Linked DNA regions of Mus musculus: all the other regions are linked to region 1. Evidence: chromatin contacts called from public HiChIP or PLAC-seq data. All regions are on one chromosome and are shown on one strand. The core of a region is the stretch at or near the end of the contact, and the rest is flanking DNA. Distances in the headings are between cores, read along the strand shown.

Region 1 (4,337 bases), core at 1,030-3,529:
GACACCAGGGCTGCTAGGACTGAACTGAGTTCCCCCAAATTCTTGTACTGAGGTCCTTCCTGCTCCCTGCATGCACTGTATCTTTGTAAGGAGATAACTCGGGTTAAATGATTGTGAACGGAGAGTCCAGAGCCCATAGAATCAATATCTTTTCCTTTTAACCGATGTCAGAGATCAACCTTTGTCTTTCCGTGGTGACAGCATGCACAGAGAAGCCCACAAGCCAGGAAGAGGACTTGACCAGAAACCACACTGCAGTTCTGTGATCTGCCTGTGGATGTGTAAATAGCCAGAGTCTATCCATGACGGACTCCTCCATGCCCACTCCCAGACCACGGCCCTTATGATAGCTCTGAGGTAATTAAAACAGGGGGAAGAAGGAAGTCAGGGCCCAGGAAGCTATAGATAACTGAAGGAATTATGGCAACAAATAAAAGGATTATGGGAAGGGTGTGGGGCCAAAAGAGCAGCAGTGATGACCTCAGACAGACGAAATCTGCTCAATGGGTCATCTGGGAAGACATGGTGCACACAGAGAACTCTGGGAACATCTGGTGCAATATATCCCATTACTCTGTGTATTTCATCAGGAAGCCAGTGTATGCCTACCCAGAGTCACTGAACAAGCCAAGCCCCCTTCCTGAAGCATCTGGCTAATATCCTGTCTCCCATCCTCAGTGGTTGATGGCTCTCAGGTAGTCTCTAGGGCAGCCTTACTGGTTGTGTCAATACATCTTGTCTGTGATGCCGTTTGGGTATCTTTTTCTACAGCCATTCTAGGTGTTGATTCTGTGAGGGACCCATGCTTTCTTAGGAGGGGTTCTTTACTCTTGGTATGTATGTGGAATAACACTAGAGGATCATGGGTGCTGATCGCATCAGCGCCAAGTTTCAGACTTCTTGTCTCAAGTCTTCAAGTTCCTCAAATTCCTCCAGGAATTAAGCTGCGTTTACTTCACCTTCAAATCACCAGATACTGTGTGTGACCTGTCACAGAGAAATAGTTATTGACATTTATAGCATGGTCAAGGAAGTAAAAGAAAGTGAGCAGGAAAAAAAAGGGACCAGGAAGGAAAAAGGGACCAGGAAGCTTAAACCAGGCTCTTCACCTTCTGGAATCATTCTCTGGAATAACAAGAAACAAAACCCAAAAAGATTGGGTTAAAATTATGAAATTATGTCTGTATTGTGTGCTGTGTGTGTGTGTGTGTGTGTGTGTGTGTGTGTGTGTGTGTGTGTGTGAAAGAAAGTTATCTTGCCTTTAGTTTATGTGTGTTTTCATGTTATGAAGAGTTATGAAGATTCTACTGATGGATTACTTCCTGATTTTTTTTTCAACACCGTATCTACTCAGAATTTCCTCCTTACTATAACTTATAATTTCAAACAGGAAGGTGAGATGGTTAAGTAAAAAATAAATACCATAATTCGAGGTAGGCTGAGACTGTGAGATGGCTCAAAGATGCTGGCTACACAAGCATGAAGACCTTGACCTCTGGACCCATGGTAGAAGGAGACAACGAACTCCAACCACTTATCCTCACATCTCCACACATGCACTGTGAACACACGGACCCTCAAGCACACACGGAGACATACTCATGATAAATAATATAAAAAATAAGCAGGAGGATGGAGAGATGTAGATTGGACTGGCTGAGTGGCCTGGACCATCTTACTGACCTTTTAGCTCACTTCCCATCTATAGAATGAGTCCTTCGATCTTCTCAGAAACATTTGCTGTAAAAATATTTTACAAATGCCAAGAGGACCTTCCAGCAGGATGATGGCAGCATCTAATCCCTGAAGTTAATGATTGGTGGGTTGAATAGGTTTGGCTCCCATAGGGAGTGGTATTATTAGGAGTTGCGACCTTATTGGAGTAGGTGTGGCCTTGTGGAAGGAAGTGTGTCACTGTGGGGGAGGGCTTCAGGTTTCCTAGTGTTTAATCAGCCCCTATTTGTGGGAATAGCTGCCTGCTGGCTGCCTGTGGAAGACAGTCTCCTTCTGGTTGCCTTCAGATCCAGATGTAGAACTCTCAGCTCCTTCTCCAGCACTATATCTGCCTGCGTGCTGCCATGCTTCCCACTATAATGATAATGAACTAAACTTCTGAAACTGTAAGTCAGTTCCAATTAAATGTTTGCCTTTCTAAGTGTAGCCTTTATCATGGTGTCTCTTCGCGTCGATGAAACCCTAACTAAAACAGAAGTTCGTATTGCTGTGATAGACCTGACCATGATTTTGTTTGGAGGAATGTGGATTTTGGAACTTCGGATTAGTACAGCAGTGGAATGCTTTAAGTTGAAATTAATAGGTCATACGTGTAGGAACATGGAAGACAATTGTACCGAGGGTGATTTGAACTGTGGGGACCTGGCTCAAGAGATTTCAGAGGAGAAGTATTTTAGCTTGTTGCCTGGAGATTGTTCTTGTGATATTTTGGTGAAAAATGTTGCTGCTTCTTGGCCTTGGAGCTTGCCTGAGTCAAAAAAAAAAAAAAAAAAAAAAAAAAGGAGAGAGAGAGAGAGATTTAAATGATTTAAATTAATTATATTAACAAAGGAAATCTCAAAAACAAAAGTCTAACTCAGACCTTGTCCTGTTGTTCACTCTCATAAGACTGTTTTGATAACGTCTAGCAAGCTTAGTAAGGAAAACTACAAAATATACGGCTCAAGCATTAAAGGAGCACCAGGAAGTGGAATGGAGCTGAATTCTGTGTTCAAGACTATTAAATGAATTAAGGGAGTGGTGACCTTGGGGACCTTGGGGCAAGATCCCAGACAGTTAAGTTTCTTACCTCTGTGATTGAACAGGGGATACTTGCATCGTGTTAGGCATTGTTTTGCCCTGGTTGCTGTTTTCATTTGGACACAAGGATATATGATTGTACGTCAAATTGACAAGGGAGGGAATTGTGATGGCTACCCGTGGTTGTTAATTTGACTATATCTGGAATGAACTACAATCTAAAACTTAAAAAGATCCTGTGAAAAGGAAGTAAATATCCAGCCATGGTGGTACACGCCTTTAATCCCCAGAGACAGAGGCAAGCAGATCTCTGAGTTCAAGGCCAGCCTGATTTAGAGCAAGATCCAGGTAAGGAAAAGCACATGTTCGGGTGTGGTGATACTCAACTTTAATCCTGGCACTCAGGAGACAGAGGTATGCAGATCTCTGAGTTCAAAGTCAACCTACAGCACAAGTTCCAGGGTAGTCAAGCAATAAGGGAAATCATTGAAAACAGAAAAATGGGAGAGATGTAACTAGAACAACGGGGCCATGTTCCAGCCCCTGCAAGCAACATAACTTGGTAGCTTCAGCCAGATGGATCTCGCTTTAAAGTCAAGAATAGAAGGAATTACTGGGATAATTGGTGCTGGTTAGCTGGAGCTAAGAAATTCACTGTGATTGAAAAGAGACCAGCATCACTGGGGTGAAATCTTCTGGAAAGTGTTTTCTGAGAGCACAAAGAAGCTGTACTCCAGAGGAAAGCAAGGTTGCACCTCATCCTGGCAGCTAGGATTGGTAAGAGTCATTCAAGTGGACTGGTTTTAAAGGGATGAAGGAATCAGAAAACAGCTGAGGCTTGGCATTATGAGAGCCCAAGAAAGGCCACTGGTGAGGGTGAAGTCTCAATGCCAGTTGAAGGCCCAGGACTGAAGCAAAGGAGTTGAGAGTTGGCACCATGAAATAAAGCCTATAAAAGGCTATCAGTGGAAGTGAAACCTAGTTTCAGCAGAAGACCCCATGGGACTACTACCAAGAGTATTAGCAGCGGTGGAGTGGAGTCAACCAGAACTTAGTGTGTTACGGAGGGCAGAGATAAAAAAGTGACCCAAGCCCTTTGGAGGATCCTGGGAAATCATGTGTGGGTCCCAGACATTGGAACAAGAAGCTGTAAAGTTGAAGTTGCCTTGCAGATCCCAAAATGTTAGAGATTCCAGAGCTCTGGACCACCTGCCAAGGGAAACTGCTAATAGGGAGTACAGATCCATCCCAAGAGAAAGAATTGTGTTGCAGGCAAAAAAGTTAAAAGGAGTTGGACATCAGACATGGAGATGCGTTTAGAGTTTGCCCATTTGGTTTTTGGTCTTACTTTGGTCCAGTATTTCCACACTATGATGTTTTGGAAGGATAATGTATACACTATAATATTGGAAGTGTGCAATCTGCTTTTTTATTTTGATTTTATAGGGGATTATAGTGAAAAGATTGAATGAATATCACAAAAGACTATGGCTTCTTTCACCAATTCTTTCCAGGATATTCCATAGGCAGAAACTTTATCAAGTGCACTCTGCTTGAACCATCCATTGTTAGAACCAGTACTC
Region 2 (4,337 bases), core at 808-3,307, 920 kb before region 1:
CCACTCCACTGCAGGCTGCTTACAGGCTCCAGCTGCTATAAATCCAATTTCCCAGAATAGCTCTGAGAACACACTGCCGTGGAGAAACACCGGGTGGCTGAGTCCACTCCAGGTAGACAAGGGGCTCTTCAGAGCCTCATTATAATCAGCAGACAGATCTCAGCACTGGCTGTTGTCTCTCTTACACCTCCTGACTTTCAACAGGCCCTTGGCTTCCTTCCTCCCTGGGTCTTAGCTCAGCAGGAGGCTTAGTCTAAGCCTGCACCTCTACCTCTGCGGTGTGTGATAAGATCTCCTGCCCCAGCCTGCCACATGCCATACTCTGTGACTTCCCAGTTCTGAGCTGGCCTCCGCACATTTACTGTAGAGCTCAGGTGTGGCCATTCAAAGTCCTCTGCCAGCTGACTGTCTTGAACTCTTTAAGCATCCTCCTCTTTCTCTCCCACCCAATCACTCGCCAGCCACTCATTGTTCTTCTCTTGGACTCATTGACACCCACTTTCCCTTTGGGGTCTCCCAAGTCTATTCTGGACAGCCCATTTAGGCTCATCGCTCATTGCCAATGCCACTGGGTTCTGAACATGACCTTTCACCCTCTCTCACACAGCCATTTATTACCATGCTCCGCCTTCCATACTAAGCGGGGAGCTCCTTACAGGCATATTTATATTTGTATTCTAGTTCATTGATTGCTGTTGAATATGTACATTGCAAGCTACAATTACCGATCATTTTGTGACAATTACTGTCTATGTTTTTCTGGTGGAACAATGAGATTGGAACTGTTCAGCATGGTCTCTGAGGTTTTGCTTCAGCTAAACCCTCATTCATGTCTCCCCTCTGTCACTAGCTATAGGAACACCAAGTCATGGCCTAGCCCGAGGTTGGCTGCCAAGTAAGCTGCAAACTGTGTGGGATCGAGGTGGATGGCTGAACCCTCCCTCTGGCTCCCTTGTCCCCTCCCTCAAAAGTTGAAATAACGATACTACATGGATCTGTGCAAAAGTTTGCAGTAAATAAATGAAGCAGCTAGCATGTACAGCTGTCACATTTTCATTTTTTTTTGTAGTGCTGAAGATGGAATCTAAGACCCCATGCATGCTGAATTGAGTCATGCCACTAAGCCTTAGAATTGTCTTGCTGTGAAGAAGACAAACCAGTTTGAATATGTTGACGTATTCTAAGAACCCTGTCTTGATTGTGGTCCCGAATGGTCACCTCACTGACACACACCCAGTCGTTAATCTCAATGTATCAGTTTCCTTTGCATCACTGTGACAAAATATCAGAGACAGCAGCTTAAGGAAGGCAGGAACAAAGGGTTTATGTGAGCTCACAGTTTGAGGGTACAACTGTCAGGCTGGGAACGTCCAAGCAGCTGGTCCTACTGAACTAGCTATCAGGGAAACAGACAAACGCTCTGCCTCTCCTCCCCTGCTCCCCTCCCTCTTCCCTCCTCCCTCCCTCCTTCTTTTCAGTCCAGGACCCAAGCCCATGAAAAGATGCCGCCCACATGTAGGGTGGACCTTCCCATCTCAATGACCCAATCTAGAAACTCTTTCATAATCACATTCACAGCTCTGTCTCCTGGCTGGTTCTAGATCTTATCACATTGACCACATTAATCTTTACCCTGACAACCATGACTACAGATGTGGGAGTGGAATCTCAGAGCTTTAAGTAACCCGTCCTAGGTTAAGCACTGTCCTTGGGTGTCACATAAAGGTGAACTGTAAGGAGGTTTGGGCCAAATGCCATTCCCACATTGTAGATACATTTCCTTCAGACTGAAGGGTCCTTGGTGAGGACCTCGAGGTTCCAGGGTTAACGTCCAGTGCGAGGGGTTGGTTCACTCCGGTTCTGTCCCACAGCTTTGGGAACCACCCTGGCACATTCATTTTAGCCTGGCATAGCATAGATTTCAGTGATGGCTTGTGGTGCTGGGATGGACTTCTCTGTCCATGTAGCTATTTTTTCAAGTTGTTCACAGTCTCCTGGAAGGTGACATTCTCTTGTGATACTTTTAAGGTCCTTAGACCCTGAGGCTTTTTGCAGGAAGGAACTAGAGAAGTGACATTCACACAATCACCAGCTCATTTATTCATGCCACAAAAAAAAATGCAGTGAGACCTTGGAGGCAGGGATGAAGCAACTGTGTGTGTGTGTGGGGGGGGGGGGACAGTCCCCAGGCCCCCAAGCCCCGAGGCTTGCAGGAGGGGGCAAAGTAAAAGGAAACTCCCTAGAGACAACCAAATGGGGTGGCCTGGTTACATTCACAAATGTTTCCAAACAAACTTCAGCTCCTGAATTAGGCAACAGTGTTCCAATCCTGAAGAAACTTCACTCACCCACTCATTCATTCATTCACCCACTCACCCATCCACTCACTCACCCACTCACTCACCCACTTACACACTCACTCACCCACTTACACACTCACTCACCTACCCACTCACTCACTCATCCACCCACTCACTCACTCACACACTCACTCGTTTATACACTCACCCACCCACTCAACCACCCACTCACTCATTCACCCACTCACCCACCCACTCACCCACCCATTCACTCACCCACTTACACACTAACTCACACACTCACATATTCACTCACCCACTCACCCACTCATTCACCCACCCACCCACTCACTCACAGACTCATCCACTCACTCACTAACCCTAACCCTAACTCTAACCCTAACCCTAACCCACACACTCACTCACCCACTTACACACTCACCTACCCACCCACTCACTCACTCACCCACCCACTCACTCACTCATACACTCACACACTCACTCGTTTACACACTCACCCACCCACTCACTCATTCACCCACTCACCCACCCACTCACTCACCCACTTACACACCCACTCACACACTTACACACTCACTCACACACTCACTCACACACTTACACACTCACTCACACACTCATTCACCCACCTACCCACTCACTCACACACTCATCCACTCACTCACTAACCCTAATCCTAACCCTAACCCTAATCCTAACTCACACATTCACTCACCCACCCATTCATTCACTCACCCACTCACTCACCCATCCACTCATTACCTTGTGTACTTACCCTGTGCAGAGGCTTGTGTTGGGCACTTAAGGGGAGGACCCTACGAACCCACCTGGGAGCACTGTCATCTCTGTAGTGCTGTGTGACAAGTGTTTGGCAGCAGAGAAATGAAGAGCCCTGAGTACACACAGGACATCCAAAGTTTCCTTCAGAAAGGGCCTCTAACCCGAGTGGGCACAGAGAGGCACATTTGGCTGAGTCCAGAAAGGGACAGGGTTTGAGGGAGGCAAACCTTCCTCTAAAGATCCACTGGTGTGACTAGGGGGACCCTAGAAGAAAACTGCTGCTCAAATGTACCTGCTCCCCTCAAGGCCCTGTGAGGTCACTACTGTCAGGTGAGAAAACTTATTCTTGAAAACAGGCATGGTAGTATTGGTCCAAGGAGACATCTCACAGGAATGATGTACTTTGAATATGGCTGGAGGCTAATCTGCCGGGTCTAGGGCTTGCCTAGCAAATGTGAGAGCCTGAGTTAAATGGGACCCCAGAGTCCACGTCAAAGGCTGGAGGTGATGAAGTACGCATGCACTCATAGGCTGGGCAGGTGGGGAGGGGCGCATGCCCAGGCCTCATTGGCCAGATGAAGGTAGCTACTAAGGTCACCTTGTCTCAAAAACAAGGTGGGTGGTTCCTGAGGATCAACACCTGGTGCTGATCTCTGGCCTCCACACAGATGTGTACACATGTGCACTTGCATGCATAGTGATATGCACATGTGTACACGTGGTTATGCAACATACACACACACACACACACACACACACACACACACACACACATACACACACACACAGAGGCGGGCACACGGCACACTAAATAATACCAACAAATAATTTTAGTCAGTACATTCTAAAATCCAGGATAGAACTTTCCACAATGTCTGCAACAACCTCTCAAATTTTACCCAGGAGTGCATGTGTCTGATGGTATTGGCAGACCATGAGCACAGCATAGAATATTTTAGAAGATCATTTTGGCACTGCATGAAGGTTGCATGTGACACCTCAGGCTGCTCTTCTTGTCCCAGCTTCTTTGACCATGTGTTTCTCCAGTCACCCATTTCTGTCCTCTGTGGCTGACATCCGTCTTGGTGTCTATGCTCTTACTGCTGAGCTCAGCAGGCAGGGTGCCCTGAAGATCTTCTCATTTGACCACCTGCTATCTCCTGGCAATGCCCTTTGCAGCTGCCCACGTTCCCGAGTCTCTACGTGGCCCTGGATTTGACTTTTCCTTTTTTTTTT
Region 3 (4,337 bases), core at 807-3,306, 890 kb before region 1:
TGCTAATCCTTTTCTGCTGGCCACCATCTTGCCCATGCCCGCACCCCCATACAGAGCTCTTAACACCACCCACTTACCTTCACTCTCCCCAGAGTCCAGAGAAGTCCCCTGTCTCTGGTATTTTTGCTATGGCCACTGAGACTGGCCCTGTAAAGCCTGCAGGTCGGCTGGACTCTAGCCCATGCTTGGTAGAAGATACTGGTCCTTCTTTGGTCCAGTCTTTCTCTTAGCAAGGGTCTGCCATATGTTGTCCAGGATCTCTCAATGCTTGGTGTCATCTAAATGCACCAGGGGCTTAGAGCTCTTGGACTTCAGCACTAAAACACTCTTAACTATGAAGACAATGACTTCTTCTAAGACACAAGTCTTTGGGAACAGGGTTCATCGGTACCTGGAAACAAACTTTGACCAGAACAAAATGGGATAATGTTTTTGTATTTGACAACTCAAAGTCCTCTCTACCTGCCTTATCTGGTGGCCCGCACACCTTCATAAAGCTATCCTTATTATCATCATGATGAGCTAGCTATCACATCATGAGGTGGGGGAGAGAGAGGAGAGGAGGGAGGGAGGGGAGGGGTGGGAAAGGGGGAGGGAAGGAGTGAGAGGGAAGGAAGGAGAGGGGGTAGGGGAGAGAGAGAAAGAGAGGGAGGGAGGGAGGGAGGGAGGGAGGGAGGGAGGGAGGGAGGGAGGGAGGGAGGGAAGGGAAAAAAGCATGCCATACAGATGACAAAAACAAGGTGAGTGGGTTCCACAGGAGGCCTGCGAAGGGTCAAGGTCCTTTACCATGAGTAACCAAGAAGTACTGCTGACTCTGTGTGACCCCTGTAGGCCTCACTGAAACCCACTTGTGACTCCATTTTGAAGGCACCAATTGAGAAAGTGGTCCTGTTCTTTGTCTGGGGATAGACACAAGTGAACAAATCTCTCACTTAATGACAGGATGGGCGCTCAAGCTGGATCAGGCCAGCTCACCTTTGGTAGATTGCCTATGATGCCTCTAGAGCCTGTTTTGAAGCCAAGCCATAAAACTTCCAATACAGTGGTTCTCAACCTGGAGGTCATGACCCACCTGGGGGTCATGTGTCATTTATCCTGCATAGCAGATATTTACATTACAACTCGTAACAGTAGCAAAATTACAGTTATGAAGTAGCAATGAAAATAATATTATGGCTGGGCAGTGGTGGCACATGCCTTTAATCCCAACACTTGGGAGGCAGAGGCAGGCGGATTTCTGAGTTCGAGGCCAGCCTGGTCTATAGAGTGAGTTCCAGGACAGCCAGGACTACACAGAGAAACCCTGTGTCCAAAAACCAAAACCCAAAATCCCAAACCCAAACCCAACCCCTCCCCCCCCCCCAAAAAAAAGAAAAAGAAAATAATATTATGATGGGGGGGGGCACCAGAACATGAGGAACTGTACTAAAGGGTCATGGGTCATAGCATTGGGAATGTTGAGAATCCCTGTTCCAGAGTATTCCATATTTAGTCTCTCTGTCTCTATCATATACACATATACATACATGCTTGTGCACACACATATACATACATGTGCATTCACAGACACACAGACACACACACACATATCCATATAGTCCACTTGTTTTATGAGTAATACAAATTTAAGTAAAACATGAAAGACAAGGTTTGGATCTGAATCTTTGTCACTTGTACTTATTGCTGAGTGACAATGGTCATTCTAACTAGCCTCCTTTGAGCTCCAGTTTCCCCATATCTAAATGGAGACATGGAACAGAACTTCCTTTGCGTAAGTGTTCTGAGGTTTGAGGAAGACGATGTGAGGTTCTGGGTGGATGATCAAGGGAGGAAGTGGTTAGTTTCCATGCCTGGAGTCCACCTGCACAGTGATGTGGTGAGCACTAGGAGCAAGAGCCACAACCAGGGTGTGAAATGCATGCAGCACAGCTTGTCACCTGATGTGTTCCTGCTTCCCAGGCCATTCTGTGTGCAGGCTGACTGTTCTGGGTAGTGCACACACACAGTGCCACCCTATGAGTCTGGCTTTAAAGGTACCAGGGACTCACACACATGAGTGTGAGCACAGTGTGAGCAGCTGATGCAGTGAAACCTGACAAGGACTCGGTCCTTGGAGAGTCCACTGTTAATGTAGGGAATAGAAACTGGGAATGGAATACAAACACACATATGGGGGGGGGGAGAAAGGTGTGAGGGAGGGAGAGAGGAGGAGGGAGAGGGGGGAATGAGAGGAGGAGGAGTGGGAGAGACAGAAGGAGGGAGAATGAATGAGGGGGAGGGAGGAGGGGAAGAGAGGGGAGAGGGAGGCAGGGAAGGAGGGAGGGAAGGAGTGAGAGGGGAGGAGGGAGAGGAGATGGGGAGGGGGTGGGAGTGAGTGAGTAAGAGGAGGCAGGGCTGGGGAAGAAAGAAGGAGGAAGAGGGAGGGAAAGGAGGAGGTGGGGGAGAGAATGAGGGAGGCAGGAAAAGAGAATGGAAGTTGTTGATTTGCTGTGCGGTGGAAGAATCAGAGACAGCTTCAGGGAAGTATGATTGATAAACTAGGCACTAGAATCAGACTTGGAATATTTCTATGGAAGAGAGAGAATGTGTTGAGATTCTGATGTCAACAGGCAGAAGCAGGTGCTAGCAGAGCCTGCTGTGCAGGAGCTGGAGCCCAGGGGTACTGAGGAAGGAGTTAAGGCTGCTCCCTCAGGGTGGTGGAATCTCAAACTCCTCCTCCTGGGATGGGAGACCCCAGGGCATCTTGAAGTTGAAGCAATGCCGGCATGGTGTATTACCATAGCCAATTACATGGGCTCCTCTGCTCAGCCATTCAACCACCCCCTCTACCCATATCTATGTAGCAAGTGAAAGTCATATTCCCAGAGCAGGCAAGCCATCTCCCTCTGAGTTCTCAGCTCACCAGGGAGAAAGGATGCCAACCTTGTTATTTAGAAGCAGAAAAGCTCCTAGTGACTGACAAGCTAGGCAAAGCTGGATGGCTACAGGGAGCAGGAGGTGACTTCAGTAAAGAGAGGCAGCTGGCTTCAAAGGTGGCAGTGCTTCAGTGTGGAAGGAGCAGCATCCCACCAGGAGCAGTGGAGGAGAGATAGGCTCTGGGGAAGAAAGCAAGGAAGCAAGGAAGCAAGCAGAGGGAGTGAGGTCCCAAGAGGCTGTGCTGGAGACATTGTAGCAGCTATAGTGAGCAGAAAAGGAGGCCAATGGAGTGAGATCAGACAGCAGGACCACACCAGATCCTAGGAGGTCCAGGAAAGCCAGGCAAAGGCTGTCTTCTCCCAGGAGAACCAGCAGGAGTCTGGAAACAATAGCCTGCAAGTTTGCCTGACTACAAAGGGACTCACCTCAATCACAATTTGAACCTCTCTGTCCTCCCTCCCCCTCTTTAAAAATATTTCTGATTCACTTTCTTAACTTTTAATCCAAAGCTCGGCTGCAGTTGCTACTGTTTTCAATTTGTATTATCTATGCCCCCTCCCCCACTTTAATCCTCTTAGATTTCATTTCTGCTGGGTTAGTGAACCCACTAATCAGGTAAGCAATGAGCAGCAACTGGTCCAATTATGATGAAGAATGAGACAGGCAGAGATGTGTCACAGCATCAGGGGGGTTCATGTTGTCATGGAAACCACCCTGGGGCATGTGGGGTCTCAGTGCAGAAACACCTAGACACCCCTGAGGATGGTGCCTGGGGCTGCTCATCACCTGGTGAGGGACCCTGTGCAGCTCACCTGGCTTGACTTCCTTCTCGTCTCTGCCACTTCACAGGTGACATCATGACAAAGTCCTTCTGGCTCTTCAAGGCTCAACTCGAATGTCTGCCTCTTCTTTTGGAGGGGATCCAGGCTTGGGTGAAAATTTCCTCTCTTAGGGAAAGAAGACAGACTGCTGTGTTTGCCATATGCTGCCTCTGCGACATGGGGAAGGGTGTCACTCTCTTCTGAGCCTCAGTTTCCCTCTGTTTACCTCACACCATTGTCAGAGCATTGAAGACCGACAACCTAGCATTGTTTTGAGGCGATATATTAAATATTCAATGTGAGTTCGTGGTTCAAGAAACATTCTGAGCCCTCCACACATGACCATGGCTTTTTTAGTTCCCTTGGCATTCTGCTCTGCCAAGAGATTTCTCACACATCTGTCTTGATTAAAATCTCCCTGATGGCAGAGCCACATCTTCTTCATCTCCGTGACCCTCGAACTTGGCCTCATGTCTGTCAGACACTTCACCAAACTAGTATTGAATGGGGGCAGAATAAATAATGAGACAGACACTTCGACATCTTGTGAGATGTTTAAAAGTCTAGAAGACTTTCTGGCCTGTACTACAAGCTTTTGTT
Region 4 (4,337 bases), core at 834-3,333, 780 kb before region 1:
ATCTTTGTGGCTACTTGGACAGAGAGCCTAACCTGATTGGAAAATCTTAGGTCTTAGAAAGAGACAGTGTCTCAAGAAAACAAGGTGGATGACTACTGAGGAGCAATGCTTAAATTTGTACACACACACACACACACACACACACACACACACACACACAGAGAGAGAGAGAGAGAGAGAGAGAGAGAGAGAGAGAGAGAGAGAGATTCAGACACACAGAGAAAGATAGACATACACACAGACATACACAAACACACAGAGAGACATACAGAGATACACACACAGAGAGACATATACATATATGCACACACACAGAGACATACACACACAGACATACACAAACACACACACAGACATACATACAGAGATACACACAGAGAGACATACACACATATGCATACTCATACATACATACACACACATATACACATACATACATACATACATACGTACACACATCAGAGAGAGAGAGAGAGAGAGAGAGAGAGAGGGAGGGAGGTGGTGTGGACAGTGAACAGCAGCTGTGACTTGGTCTGCTTGCTTAGCCTATGCGCAGCATGAGGCATGAGGTATTCACAGATCCTAACAAAGCTTTTTGAGCTCAGCTCATCCATCAGGCAATGCTTGTCAGAGCAGCTACCTTGTCTGGGGATGGGAGCATGCCTTTGACTGTGTTGTTTGTCTTGGATCAAAAGCATCCTTTGCAAGGGACTCTCCCTGCTTCCTGGTCAGGGTAGAGCAAGAGCCTGTATTCTCCTCATGTGCAGCGTGGAGCTGAGACATCCTGGTCCCTCTGTTAAGGGTGCCCCCTTCCCCCCCCCCCCACCCTGTGATCTGCCACCTCTGCTCTCACGGGCATGGGAACCACTTGTTCATGTCAGAGGAGTCGGCTGTGACAAGAACATTAATTTCTTTGCACAGACATGTGTCCTTGTCACTCGTGAGAAACATTGCAATGTTGAACACTCGTCTGCACACAGAAACAGGCGACAGTACTTCGTTCCAGAACAAGCCATTCAATGGGGGTGGGGATGGGGGTGACAAGCAGGTGATGATCTGTGCTTACCCCTCAGGCTGCACGACAGGATCTACCTAAAAGCTCAGGTCACTGCCAGTCACTCGATCTTTACCATTGTCATAGTGTCCTTCGATCCACTAAGTTTGCCACAGGGAAGAAAATGAGTTTCTGGGTGTAGAAGAAGAAACTTCCGTTTTGAGAAGGTTAGGGAATCCAACACTCCCTTCTGACCTCTATAGGTTGCTTCATGCCCATAGGGCACATATATCTAGGTGAACACACATACACATAAAATAAATACACAAATGTAGATATTCAAAGTCATTCTCTTTCAAGTAGTATCTTTTGGAAAATATAAATTTAGATTAATTCCTGGCAAGGCTGCAAAGAGGACCTGTTAGTTGTTAGACCACAGGCTGAACACAAAGTAAGGAAAATATTGACCTAGTTAAAGCTGAACTTTTCTATCTATTCTAGACAAACCTTGTGGGGTCTGCTATATAAATCCAAAATTCCACCAAAATTGTTATCCTAAGCATAGACAGTACAATGGATTTCAGTTCATGGTTGCCAGCTGGACCACCACCATATGGAGGTTTCTTTAGTAGCCAAGGGAGTGTCCCTCGATGGTAACCAACACGGGCCAAGGAACTTCAAACTGAGGATTAATTAAGTATTGGTTTCCATTGGCTTTAGCAAAGTCAAGGGCACGTAAGAGGTGTTCAACTTCCCACAGAAGAGAGACAGGGTATCGGTATAGTTTAGACTAATAAATCCTTACAACAGCACCTGCATGATGGTGGAAACTTGAGTTTCTAAGAACATGCCACCTCTGGTTGGATTTAAACAGAAAGGTGGCTTTGCTCGCTCATATTTCCTACCAGGCAAACCCGGGAAGGATTCTCCTATGTCACACAGTCAAAGGTGTCCTGGGCACGCGTATCAGTTATATGTGGTAGGGGAGAAAGGATGTGTGATGTTTCTGTCTACTCCATTCTTAGCGGGGACAGACCTTTGTCGCTGGAGGCAGGCTAACAAAGAGAAAAACAAACACAAGTTTAATGCCAGCTCGGTCTACTTCCTGTACAGATGTGAGACAGCTCAGAGAAGAGCTGATCTCCGGAGAGATCTCGGTGTGTTATCTTAGACCTGAGGCTTTAACACTCTCTTCTCTAAGCCTGAGAAGAATGAAAGCAGGGTGGGCTCGAAGTAAGTCCAGTTGAGATAAACCAACCAGGGAAAATACCAAGAAACCAGGGTACATTTTGTACTATAGATTTAAGTAGAACAGACTTCTGTGGTAAGCATCTCTGGTCATTCAGGGTTGCTCTCGATGGTATAAAGGTCACACACACACACACACACACACACACACACACACACACTGCCCCCACTCACAGTAAATCACTCGCAGATGTAAATGTCTCCCATGGAAATTTTCGAAGTGACCCCTGTATGTATGTACAATTTCTTAAAAACAGAAAATAGAAAGCAAAACCAAACAAAACCAGCTCAAAATAAGCCTTGCGCCAAAGAGGCACGTTCCACAAGTTGGGCCTGTGGCACGTGCTGGCCTGTGGCAGTTGTGTCTCACAATGGAGTATAGTGTGTGCTGACTACCATGGAGAGTGACAGTTCAATCATTTAGGACAGTCTTCTGGAAGGCTGAGAGTAGTGTTAGTTTAGTAGGCCCACCATAGTGCGGCGGCATGGGCAACAAGACCTTAGTGCCTCACAGTTTAGAAGGCCGAGGTGGTCGGCATGTCAGCAGGTTGACTCCTTCTGCAGTCCTCCCTCCCTCCTTAGCCTGCTGATGCTCTTTCCCATGTGTTGTTAGTCAACTCTTCCCTTTTTGTTTATCCAAGTCCATATTTTCCCCCTTTTATCAGAGCAGCAGTCCCCAGGACTAGGGTGCACCCTACTAAAGGCAGTTTACACGATCACCACTTTAGAACCCTGGCCTGTACACGCTGGGTTTTAGACATTAGGGATTTAACATATGAATGCATCAGTCCCAACTCAGCCCCTAACAGGGAAACCCCCTGGCACCGATGAGAAAACTCAGGCATAGAAATTTGGTCAAGGTCACCCAGTGAACAAGTAGAGAGCTTGGTTTCAATTCTGCGCAGGTCCAGGCTTTTTAGCGTGAGCTGGGCAAAGTTCTACGGAAATCCAAACCTGCATCTGAAACAGGAAAGGTGAGGTGGCTGGAATGGAGGTGAACCACAGCGGCTATGTCAGGAGCGCCACAGCACTGACACAGAAATGTGGAGTCGGGAATTGGCAACAGGTGCTGACTGAAGGTCTGGAGCTAGCAAGGGCACAGTGTGAGCCCGTGTCACATTTCCTTAAGGTCCTGAGTGGAGACAGCCAGCCCTTGATCAGAGCTTCATCTGGTGTACAGCAGCAGGCACAAGCTCTTTAAGGCTAGAAAGACAGGGATGCGGCCCGTGAGCCACTTCTCCCCCATATCACAGAGCTGCCACTAATATGAACAATGGGCGGTCTGCTTGCCGCTAATTGTGCTGGGAGAAGAGAGCAATGCTCGCATGAGTGTTCAGGCACACGAGAGACATCATCAACACAGTCTGAAACATCACCAGCTCCTGTTCAGGACTGATCTGCAATTGTAAATCCATTAGTGCTGCGCATGACTACTAAGAACCTGCACGTTTGCCAAGGAAGCTGACGTGCTTCTCTGCGAGGGAAGCATATACCCTGTGGGGGGGAAATAATTCTCTTCCTGTGCAATTAGATCTGTCTCTCCATTCAAATCATGTTTAATAATCTTCGGATCAGTAGGTCATTTTTAAGTGTGAATAACATCAGCCCGTGTTGACACTGGACATGGGCTCTTAGACAAAGGGAAGTGTTTTCGACCTTGACACCCTTGTTCCCCTAAATAATGGTTTAATAAACAGGCTGGATCTGTTTTGTATGGACAATCCCATGGGTCTCTGCAGAGCTGGCCTGTTCTGCCATGCATCTCAGGGGCCCACAACCTTCAGTCCATGGGACAGGTCTAGCTCTGGCCTTTGTAAATGGAGTTTTACACTCAGGTACTGTCCATAGCTACTTTTGCACTAGAATTGAGCAGCTGTGACATGGTAGGCCTGAAGAGGTTGAAGTTTTGGAATCCTGGCATGGAGCCTCATGGAAACAGTTCCTTCTCCAGCATAGCCAGACATCCCATGGAGACATGAGATCATGTACTGTCAGCTTGCGCTGGCCAGCTCATAAAACCAGTGATAAATACCCATAGGTATGTCCATGTTCTTGACTGTTTCCTTGACTAGAGGGAAACAAAGACTCCGTTGGG
Region 5 (4,337 bases), core at 563-3,062, 720 kb before region 1:
TGGGGTCATTTTGCAAGAGAGTGTCAAGATGTCAAGATACTGGCCATCATTGAGTGAATGCATTCTGAATGTTGAGAACCTATGCCCTCTGAGACAGTGAACAGGTTGCCTCTTATGGGCTGAGTATCTTGCTTTTTAAGATGTGAGCTTAAAACTTTGTAGAAACCTTGCAAAATGGGTGTGGATTGAGAAACCAAGTTCATTTTTTTCCTTCTGGAACTGGCCTGCTGGCCATCAGCTTCTGCTGTTGGTGCCCCAGTGCAGCTAGACAGCCGTCTGTGTCCTGTTTGTTGGGACAGCACCTAAGACCCATTTTCTCCCAGAACAGAGTTCCCAAAGAACATCAAGGAGTCAGCATGCAGCCTCGCTAGGAAATGCACCTAGTGAGGTCTTCTGAGTGTGGAACACTTTCTCTAAGGACTCTAATGGGCTGGGCAACCCTACAGCAAAGCTGAACTCCAGCTTCCCTGAAGGTAGGAAGAGAACCTTTGAGATTTGGAGATTTGGGGAGTCAAGGGGATGGCAGGCTAGGAAACAGGCTGCCAGAAGGTGCCAGAGAGTGGGAGCATCAGCCATCCTGAGCAGACAGGGCCAGGGAGTCCCTGGCATAAGCCTCCCTGGTGTGCCCATCAGTCCATCAACTGTAATAACAAAACCCTGTGCAGTAGGTGGCCATCCGGGCCTTCAGTCTGAAAACTCCTGCAATGGATGAAGGCAATTGTTTTTACTGCTGTTTCCGTAATGTTATGATCCTTTTTATTACTGGTGTAATACACTCTATTCTAGTAGGTCTTAAAGGTTGTTAATAAAATATTAATGCCTTTTATTTATTTTTTCATATATTTCACTGCACACGTGCTCGGGTTCTCGTCATGTGGGATCGTTAGTGTAATGACTGACCTCTCAAGGGAGTCACCTTTAGTCTATGATTAAATACAGGCTTAAGGTGGCAAACACAGGAGCCGAGAAAGTCCTGCCGCTGGGGCTTGCTGGAGACAACTGGAGAGACGAAACTCTGTAAGCGTGTTTGCTTTGGATGCTAGATGGCATCTTCGTGGTGGGCTGGTCAGGAGTGGGCTGGGTGGAGCCAGTCCTCCCCTGGGAAGGGTATGGCAGCCTGATGCCCCCCTCACTCCCATCAGTCCACTTTTCTTCCTGTCCTCGGTCACTCCTGCAATTCCTCTGTTCTCCTTTGTTCTGGTCTGGTCTGGTCTGATCTGCTCTGGTCCTGCCTTTCCATGTTCATTGAAGAGCTAGGATGCACAGTTAGTTCAGCCTTTCCTATACCCTCCCCCCAACTTAATGCACACCAAGTCACGAAGGTTGCAGTCTCTGGCCATGGTCTTACCAACTGGACCACCTGTCTCCTGCCCCATTTGGCAGCTATGCATTGACTAGTTTTCTTCAGTCATCAGCTCAAGGCATCAACTTGATCACTTGCTGATTACCATCTCAGACGTGGGGCATCCAGTCTGAGAAAAGTTTAGTGCTGGAGATATAAGAAAGGTTTCATGCTGGAGAGGAGCCAGAACCTTGTAGAAAACCCTTGTGTCCCCTCAGCAGCTGTGCCAACACAGTGTGCTCTCTTTGCAAGAATGCCCTCTCTTCTGAAGAACTGTGTCGACACGGGTGCTTCACTGTGTGGCTCCTACCTACTCTCTTGTTGCAAGAGTCATTTGCTGATAGGTATCAACGTAGGAAAGGGTTCTCCTTTCTCTCCCTGCAGGCATAAGCCCCAGGACAGGCAATGAGGGGGGGACTCTTAAATCTAGCTGTCCTGAGAAGGTGTGTTATCATAAAAGCACACAGCTTAGCACATCCTGTACTTACAGAAGCGTAGATCAGAAGCAGGTGTCCTGGCGATGTTGCTGCTGGCCTGCTTGTGCGTACCTGAGAAAAGCCAACTGTTATTCTGAGGGAACCATCTTCAAGATTTTAAAAGTTATTCAATTTTAGGGGGTATGTTCTAAGCTCCCACTGATAGTCCTGAGAGGCACAAATAACTCTCTTTGCTTTACAGTGAGGAGATGGAGGAAGAGAATTCATGTGGCTACAGTCACATCCCATGTCAAAATCTGGAGCTGAGAATCCTACACACAGACCCAGAGTGCAGGCACTTCCACCGTCCATGAAAAACTAGCTTAGCTGCTGTAGAGATAATATCTTATGTCTGTATGGATGTAGCACCTGTCAATAATAGATCTGATGGCCTAGGGCTTAGACAGGAAATAGGAGATGGAATATCTGGGAGGTAGAAAGGATTCTGGGAAAGAACCAGACATGGGACATTCACCCAGGGAAGATGTGTCTAGCTAGACACTCGGTACTTGAGCACAGGTAACCAGCCGTGTGGCAGAATGTAAATTAAAAGAAGTGGGATGTTTTAAGTTATGATCTAGACAGAGAAGAGCCAAAGCTTGAAATCAAGGCATTTATTAATAAATAAGTAGTGCCAGAATCATTATTGTTGGAAACTTAGTGGCCAGCAGGAAAAACAGATTTACAACCCACTTCGTGTGTGTGTGTGTGTGTGTGTGTGTGTGTGTGTGTGTGTGAGAGAGAGAGAGAGAGAGAGAGAGACAGAGAGAGAGACAGAGACAGAGACAGAGACAGAGAGACAGAGAGACGCTAGTAGACAACTTAGAATTGGTTCTGTCCTTCTGTCATGTCATCAGGCCTGGTAGAATGCACCTTTACCTGCTGGTCCAGCTGACTGCTCTTTCACATTATTTTTGAGACAGAATCTTGCAGAACCTGAAGCTTACATTTGGCTAGGCTGGCTGGCGTCCGAGGCCCAGAGATTCCCCTGCCTCTGCACCCCCAGCACTGGGAGTGTGGGCACACACCAGTACACTCAGCTTTTATGAGGGGCTGAGAATCCAAATTCCAGTCCTTATGCTTGTGCAGCAAGCATTTTCCAAGCCCAAACAACGTCTCAGTGTCCAGGCATGGTCTGCCTGCAGAGGAGCATGGTCCTCATTGCATGCTTGCATTGCAAAAGCTAGGAGGCTGAGCTCAGGGCAGTGACATTGGGATGAGAGTGGGGGTGGGGGACTCTGAAGAAAGAGTGGATCTGGAAGGAAGGAGGAGATTGAGACCACAGTACAGAAGGTGAGTCTGAAGCCAGGGGTAGAGGCCTGAGCAGAGCAGAGAAGGGTGTGCTAGTGGGATGTGGCAATGACAGGGTTAAAGGACTTCTTTCTCATGGTAAAAGGAAGCCACCCATAGTCTGAAGTATGAGGAGGAGGAGGAGGAAGGGAAGGAGGAGGAGGAGGAGGAGGAGGAGGAGGGGATGATGGAAAGGTAGAGGAGGGAGAGGAGAAGGGGGAGAGTAGGGAAGGGAAGGAAGAAGAGGGGGGGAGGAGGGAGGATAGGGAGGAAGAGGAGGGAGAGGAGAAGGGGAGGAGGAAGGTAGGTAAGGGAAAGAGGAAGAGGGGAGAAGGAGGATGGAGAAGGAGGAGGAAGGGAGGAGGAGGAGGAAGAAGAGGAAGGAGAGGAGAAGGGGAGGAGGAGGAAAAGACAGGGGGAAAGTAATGGAGAAGAGGCAGGGAAAGGAGAGCAGAAAAGAAAAAGAAAACAAAAGACACTTGCAGATGTCTAAGGTGTTGTTAACTTTAGAATTTACTAAATGTTTTGGCAACATTCTGATTTGCCTTAATATGTTAGGACAAATCAAGACAATGCAATTTATAAACTCTCAATTTCAGGAAGATGAATATGTACTTTTACAAATAGAATATCGCAAAAACAAAACAAAACAAAACAAACAAACAAGAAAACTGTTCTTCATATAAAAGAGAAATTCCAGACCACCACATTCCTGCACGGAGAATGAAACCAACCCAAGAGAGATATAAGTTTGGATTGGCTCTCTACCTCCATGAATGAAGGAGGATCTTGTTAATGTGGGCAGCTTCCCATTACTGCAACAAGCGTTTCCTAAATGATCAAGTTATAAAGGAAAAGGGGTTATTTTGGCATATGAGTTTGGACATTTTATAGCAGAAATATCCTTCAGGCTTGGGCTGAGGTGGTCCTCAGAGTCGGAGCCTACAGTGGGGCAGAACTAAAGGCCTCACAACCAGGGAAGTGGAAGGGGAAGAAGCCGGCATCCCAAACTCCTCTGCATCAGGCCCTCCCTGACGTTACCATTCTCCCACACTGGAAACCAAGTCTTCAACACATGGAAACTGATATTGCTCTATTTAAAAACTAGTAATAGTGTCCATTCTTCTCCCCTCCTCCCCTCCCCCTCCCTTCTCTTTTCTCTCCTGTCCTTTCCACTCCTCTTATGCTTTAAAATCTTTGGGGTGGAGATGGGGGGACAAAAGTCAGCC
Region 6 (4,337 bases), core at 576-3,075, 540 kb before region 1:
TGAGAGCAGAGACCCAAGGAGGGGGAGAGAGACATGCCCAGCCCTGAGTACAGAAATGGACAGCAGAGGCCAGGCCCAGAGCCTCAGGCCACTCTTCTTCAGCATGCCTGGCGCCCGCCCACAGGGAGTCCCTATTACATCATCTCCTCGCCCTTTGGAAGCTGAGTGCCACCTTATTTACTTGGATCTCCTGGTCAGCCCTGAGCCCTTTGTGAGCGGCGACGTCCCTGAGTGCTCCCCTAGAGACCCTGGCGTCCCCTGTAGCACCAGGTCAGGGACAGCCAATTACCACAGAAAAAGGTCTTGGTGGCTCCTGCTAATTGCTGTGGCCTCAGCAGGTCTTAATTCTCTCTTCCCTCCTCCCCAGCCCCAGTTCCCAGGGGCCCTATACTTCTCTGAGCACACAGATGCAAACTCTGGAAAGATTAAACTTCCACTGCCTCTCTGCCCAGGGCCTGCAAGTCATCACAAAACATCTAGAGAAGTGAAGACCCCACCCCTACCCCCGAGTGCCCAGTCCTCCAGGATCTTCCGTGTATGCCCACCCCCCCCCAAAACCTCCGCAGGTTGTCTTCCCTGAAAGGCTCCTGCTCCTCTCTGACACTGGGCCCCAGTCTCCCAGGAGCTCCTAGCTGGCTGAGGACATCACAAATCACAGTTGCATGGACCAGAACTGGAGCCAGAGCCACTCTATTTGTCAAACTGCTGTGACTGCCACAGCCCGAAGCTACTGAAGGGACACGGCTCTGAACTGGGCCTGTGGTTTTGATCTGTGGCCCCCTGTCTCTTTCACAGAACCCTAAAGCTGGCTGTATTTTATAGATCAGAACAGTGCATTATAACTACACTGTGCCATGCTACCCGTGGGGTCAAGGTAACACCTAGGGACAGAATGTGCTTCTACGGGCACAGCAGTGATCATGTCTGTTCTCACGGTGAGGGGAATGTGAGCTCCAGCTAGAGACTTCAAGGAGTTTTAACAATTCAGGTCAGGTTTTACCCACAGAGAAATGTTAAGACGCTTTGAAACCCATTTGACTCTGAGATCACAGGCCAGTCACCAGCCATGCGGCATGAGAACGGCTCTCTTTGCTCCGACGGTAGAGATGGTAACCCAGGGGTGAATGGAACTTCTGCTTGTAAGCCAGCTCTTCAGAAGTGGAAGGGGTGTGCAAAGCTGAGATAGTTCTTGTTCCCAGCAGTGCACGGCGGACCCCTCTGCTGGGCTGGCTGACTTACTTCACGCGTCGGCTTCGTGGGTGGGTCACACGGCCTCGGTCTGCACCTGTCACTCTGACCTCCTTTCATGGAAGGCATCTGGGATGGAATCAAAGCATTACCTCAGGGGCTGAGGTACAGACAGTGTCTGGTAATGTAGCCTGAGGCTGTAATGACCTGAAAGAGCCAATAGAAGTGTCCATTGTGTTAGAGCTATATTAAGTAAGTAGGGCTATATACTCTAGACACTCAATAACTGCTCACTTAAATCGCTGAAGCCTGGCCCCAGCCAGGTCCATCCACCATCATTCTGTGCACATTAAGGATGTGGAGGATGGAGTGCCCTGGAGACAACAGGTTTGGGCTTTCCCCAGGACATAAACTCAGAACACCTCTCCAAGATTCTGGAAGACATTTTCGCCTGCTCCAGGCAGTTCCCAGGGCAGACAGAGTGTCTTCACACTGCGACCTCTGACCTTGGAACAGGTGTCCAACTCTACCCTTGCGGCAAGACAGTTGACTTGTCAAGGCTTAAGAAGACTGTCACCCCTCTCCTCTGGCAGGGTTTCGGCTTCCTTCGCTCTTCACCGTGTGAAGATCAGAGGTGTGGCTCCCACCCCCCCACCCATGTGACAGAGGCAAGAGCAGAAAACAGGCTGGTTGTCACCAAGGAAGGCCAGAGGCTGCGATTATGTGTGGAGGTTCAATGTTTGCCCGTTCAGGGCAGGCAGGCAGGAAGATAGTTGTGAGGCTTTGGGGAGCCAACCGCCTGTGACTGACTCTAGCAGCTAGAATTAAAAATAAAAGGAAACAAAACAAACAAAAAATAAAAACAAAAACAAAATAAAACAAAAAACCTAACAACAACCAACCAGGCTTCCAGTGCAGCGTGGACTCTGGTAATCGGCAAGACAGGCTAGTTTGAATTGCCTCAGTTACCCAGTCTATGAAATAGGCTGCTGATGCACCCTTCACATGCCTGCTGGGTCATAGGATCTGGAGTGTGGGCAAGACTCTAACACAAAGCCCCAGAGCTAATGAGTTTCCAGTTCTCAAGATCGCGACTTGGCAGACACGGTCCCATTTGAGCCCTTGCTGGCTTGCAGTGTCTGTCCCCTTACCTCTGCTGATTAGCAGGCTCACTCAGACATTAGGTATGCTTACACGAGTTGCTCAGGACCACAGAGATCTCCAGTGGTCAGACTCTGGTAGAAATTCAGTTTTCTCAGACTATGAGCAAAATCACCTTAAAGAAGGCTGGGGAGCTAGCTGAAAGTTGGCAACGTGCTTGCTTTGCAATCATGAGGACCTGTGTTCAATTCCCAGAAACATAATAATAATAATAATAATAATAATAATAATAATAATAATAATAATAATAATAAATAATGTTGACAAGAACTTTGGTGTGGGGTGTGGATTTGTAATGCCAACAGGTAGATATTTTGGGCTCTCTGGTCAGACAGCCTAGCCTGCTTGATGAGTTCCAGGTCAATGAGAGATCCCATTTCAAAAGAAAGGTGGTACCTGAGAAATGTCCTCTGGCCGGCCTGCAAGTCTCCTTGTATAAGTGTATGTGTATGTCCATGAGCACATGTGTATGTGCATAAATGCATGCACATATATGTTTACACACACACACACACATGGGGAGAGAGGGGGAGAGGGAAGGGGGGAGAGGGGAGGGAGAGAGAGAGAGAGAGAGAGAGAGAGAGAGAGAGAGAGAGAGAGACTCTGTATAGTTAACAACAAAGACGATAGCTGATCATTAGTTTAACATAAGGAAACAATGTTTCTTATCAGGGTCCTGCTTTGAAGAGATAGTTACTATAAGAATATAATAACTGTTCCTGCTGGGGAGAGGCTCTCAGTTCTCTGCCCTGGTCAAGAAGTAAGTGTTGGGTTACTTTTCCCTCAGGAAGCAGCCTTTCATGCAGATTTCATGGCCCAAAGAACAAGGATGAATTGGCCCCCGAAACACATCAAGTTCTCTCCCTGGCTCTAGGCCTGAAGGGAGAAGGATGAAACTTTGAAGCACAGTGAACGGGAGCTGTGTCTTTAAAAGTGAGCCTGTCCTTGCCTTCTCTGGGCAGAGCACAGCAGCTGGGCTGCCCCCCAGGCCCAGGCCTCCTGTTTTGCACAGCCTCTGAAGCCAGCTTGGCTGCTGCCCTGGGAGTCTCCCGGCCACAGGTGAGGTTCCATGGCCCTAGCAATGCCCAGGGGGCCAATCAGGCTGGGCCTGCATGAGGTAAGAATGAGAGTCGCCCCGTGTGCTCTGGGCTCTTTCAGAAATCTCAGCAGATCAATGTCACTGTGGCTTTTAATTACCCCTCCTAGACTTCATCATTATTTCATGGCCTCTAATACACCCAGCAGGCTGCCCTTGGCATACAGATAAACAGCCACCCAGCATGGCCTGCCCCCTGAGGTGGTACCCACTGCAGTTGCCCAGCCCAAGGGACAGTAGCCTGACAGGGATCTGGCCTTGCTCAGTATAGATAAAGCCAGTGCTTGGTGAGAGTTCTTCTGTGACTCTCACTTTACCAAGAACCTACTGTGTGCCAGATGTTGAGCAGAGACTGGAGACACTGTAGTGACCCCCATATGATTTCCAGAGGCTACCCTCTAAAGTCACTGTCACCCACTGCCTGTGCACCCTGTCTTTCCTTAGGAGAGTAAGCTAAACCCAGGATGATTTTGCCCTCTGGGGACACTTGACAGTGCCTGGAGACACATTCCCCTTGTCACAACTGAAGGAGAGTCACTACTGGCTTCTAGTGGGTGGAGCCCAGGGCTGCTCAACATCCTTCAGGGCATAGGCTGGCCATGTCTAAAAGATGACCAGACAAGATGTCACCAGGGCCATGGATAAGCAGCTCCAGAGATGACAGATGCTTGGCCTGGCCTGGCCAAGCCATAATACCAGAACAGTGGGGTCCCACCAGACAGCTCTTGGTCATCTCTCTCTCTCTCTCTCTCTCTCTCTCTCTCTCTCTCTCTCTCTCTCTCTCTCTCTCTCTCGCTCTCTCGCTCTCTCTCGCTCTCTCTCACTCTCTCTCGCTCTCGCTCTATCTCTCTCTCGCTCTCGCTCTCACTCTCTCTCAACAGTTGTTCAGGAA

The links. HiChIP or PLAC-seq counts read pairs in DNA pulled down with a chosen protein or histone mark.
Region 2: an H3K4me3 HiChIP or PLAC-seq map of the SCID.adh cell line shows a contact between it and region 1, with 8 read pairs. The contact joins two enhancer-like sites. A contact is called at or near these places in 2 of 115 datasets of contacts at active chromatin or transcription factors (the SCID.adh cell line and T-cell acute lymphoblastic leukemia).
Region 3: a contact with region 1 is called in an H3K4me3 HiChIP or PLAC-seq map of the SCID.adh cell line, with 12 read pairs. The contact joins two enhancer-like sites. A contact is called at or near these places in 1 of 115 datasets of contacts at active chromatin or transcription factors (the SCID.adh cell line) and 1 of 9 other capture datasets (embryonic stem cells).
Region 4: a contact with region 1 is called in an H3K4me3 HiChIP or PLAC-seq map of the SCID.adh cell line, with 12 read pairs. The contact joins two enhancer-like sites.
Region 5: a contact with region 1 is called in an H3K4me3 HiChIP or PLAC-seq map of the SCID.adh cell line, with 10 read pairs. The contact joins two enhancer-like sites. A contact is called at or near these places in 1 of 115 datasets of contacts at active chromatin or transcription factors (the SCID.adh cell line) and 1 of 9 other capture datasets (embryonic stem cells).
Region 6: an H3K4me3 HiChIP or PLAC-seq map of the SCID.adh cell line shows a contact between it and region 1, with 11 read pairs. The contact joins two enhancer-like sites. A contact is called at or near these places in 1 of 115 datasets of contacts at active chromatin or transcription factors (the SCID.adh cell line) and 1 of 9 other capture datasets (embryonic stem cells).

The regions. Positions count from the first base shown.
Region 1 is chr12:106,577,858-106,582,194 of GRCm38.p6, reverse strand. No RefSeq gene overlaps it. Among named protein-coding and RNA genes, the nearest start is that of Gm32935, 51 kb to the right of the region's middle. Within about 2 kb of position 2,279, at least 2 of the 459 cell types and tissues checked have an H3K27ac peak or open chromatin away from gene starts, as enhancers often do. A contact at or near this core is called in the SCID.adh cell line, where this site is marked.
Region 2 is chr12:107,493,046-107,497,382 of GRCm38.p6, reverse strand. No RefSeq gene overlaps it. Among named protein-coding and RNA genes, the nearest start is that of Gm33236, 150 kb to the left of the region's middle. Within about 2 kb of position 2,057, at least 3 of the 459 cell types and tissues checked have an H3K27ac peak or open chromatin away from gene starts, as enhancers often do. A contact at or near this core is called in the SCID.adh cell line, where this site is marked.
Region 3 is chr12:107,465,605-107,469,941 of GRCm38.p6, reverse strand. No RefSeq gene overlaps it. Among named protein-coding and RNA genes, the nearest start is that of Gm33236, 180 kb to the left of the region's middle. Within about 2 kb of position 2,056, at least 11 of the 459 cell types and tissues checked have an H3K27ac peak or open chromatin away from gene starts, as enhancers often do. A contact at or near this core is called in the SCID.adh cell line, where this site is marked.
Region 4 is chr12:107,360,032-107,364,368 of GRCm38.p6, reverse strand. No RefSeq gene overlaps it. Among named protein-coding and RNA genes, the nearest start is that of Gm52008, 250 kb to the right of the region's middle. Within about 2 kb of position 2,083, at least 33 of the 459 cell types and tissues checked have an H3K27ac peak or open chromatin away from gene starts, as enhancers often do. A contact at or near this core is called in the SCID.adh cell line, where this site is marked.
Region 5 is chr12:107,296,641-107,300,977 of GRCm38.p6, reverse strand. No RefSeq gene overlaps it. Among named protein-coding and RNA genes, the nearest start is that of Gm52008, 190 kb to the right of the region's middle. Within about 2 kb of position 1,812, at least 3 of the 459 cell types and tissues checked have an H3K27ac peak or open chromatin away from gene starts, as enhancers often do. A contact at or near this core is called in the SCID.adh cell line, where this site is marked.
Region 6 is chr12:107,121,274-107,125,610 of GRCm38.p6, reverse strand. No RefSeq gene overlaps it. Among named protein-coding and RNA genes, the nearest start is that of Gm52008, 12 kb to the right of the region's middle. Within about 2 kb of position 1,825, at least 34 of the 459 cell types and tissues checked have an H3K27ac peak or open chromatin away from gene starts, as enhancers often do. A contact at or near this core is called in the SCID.adh cell line, where this site is marked.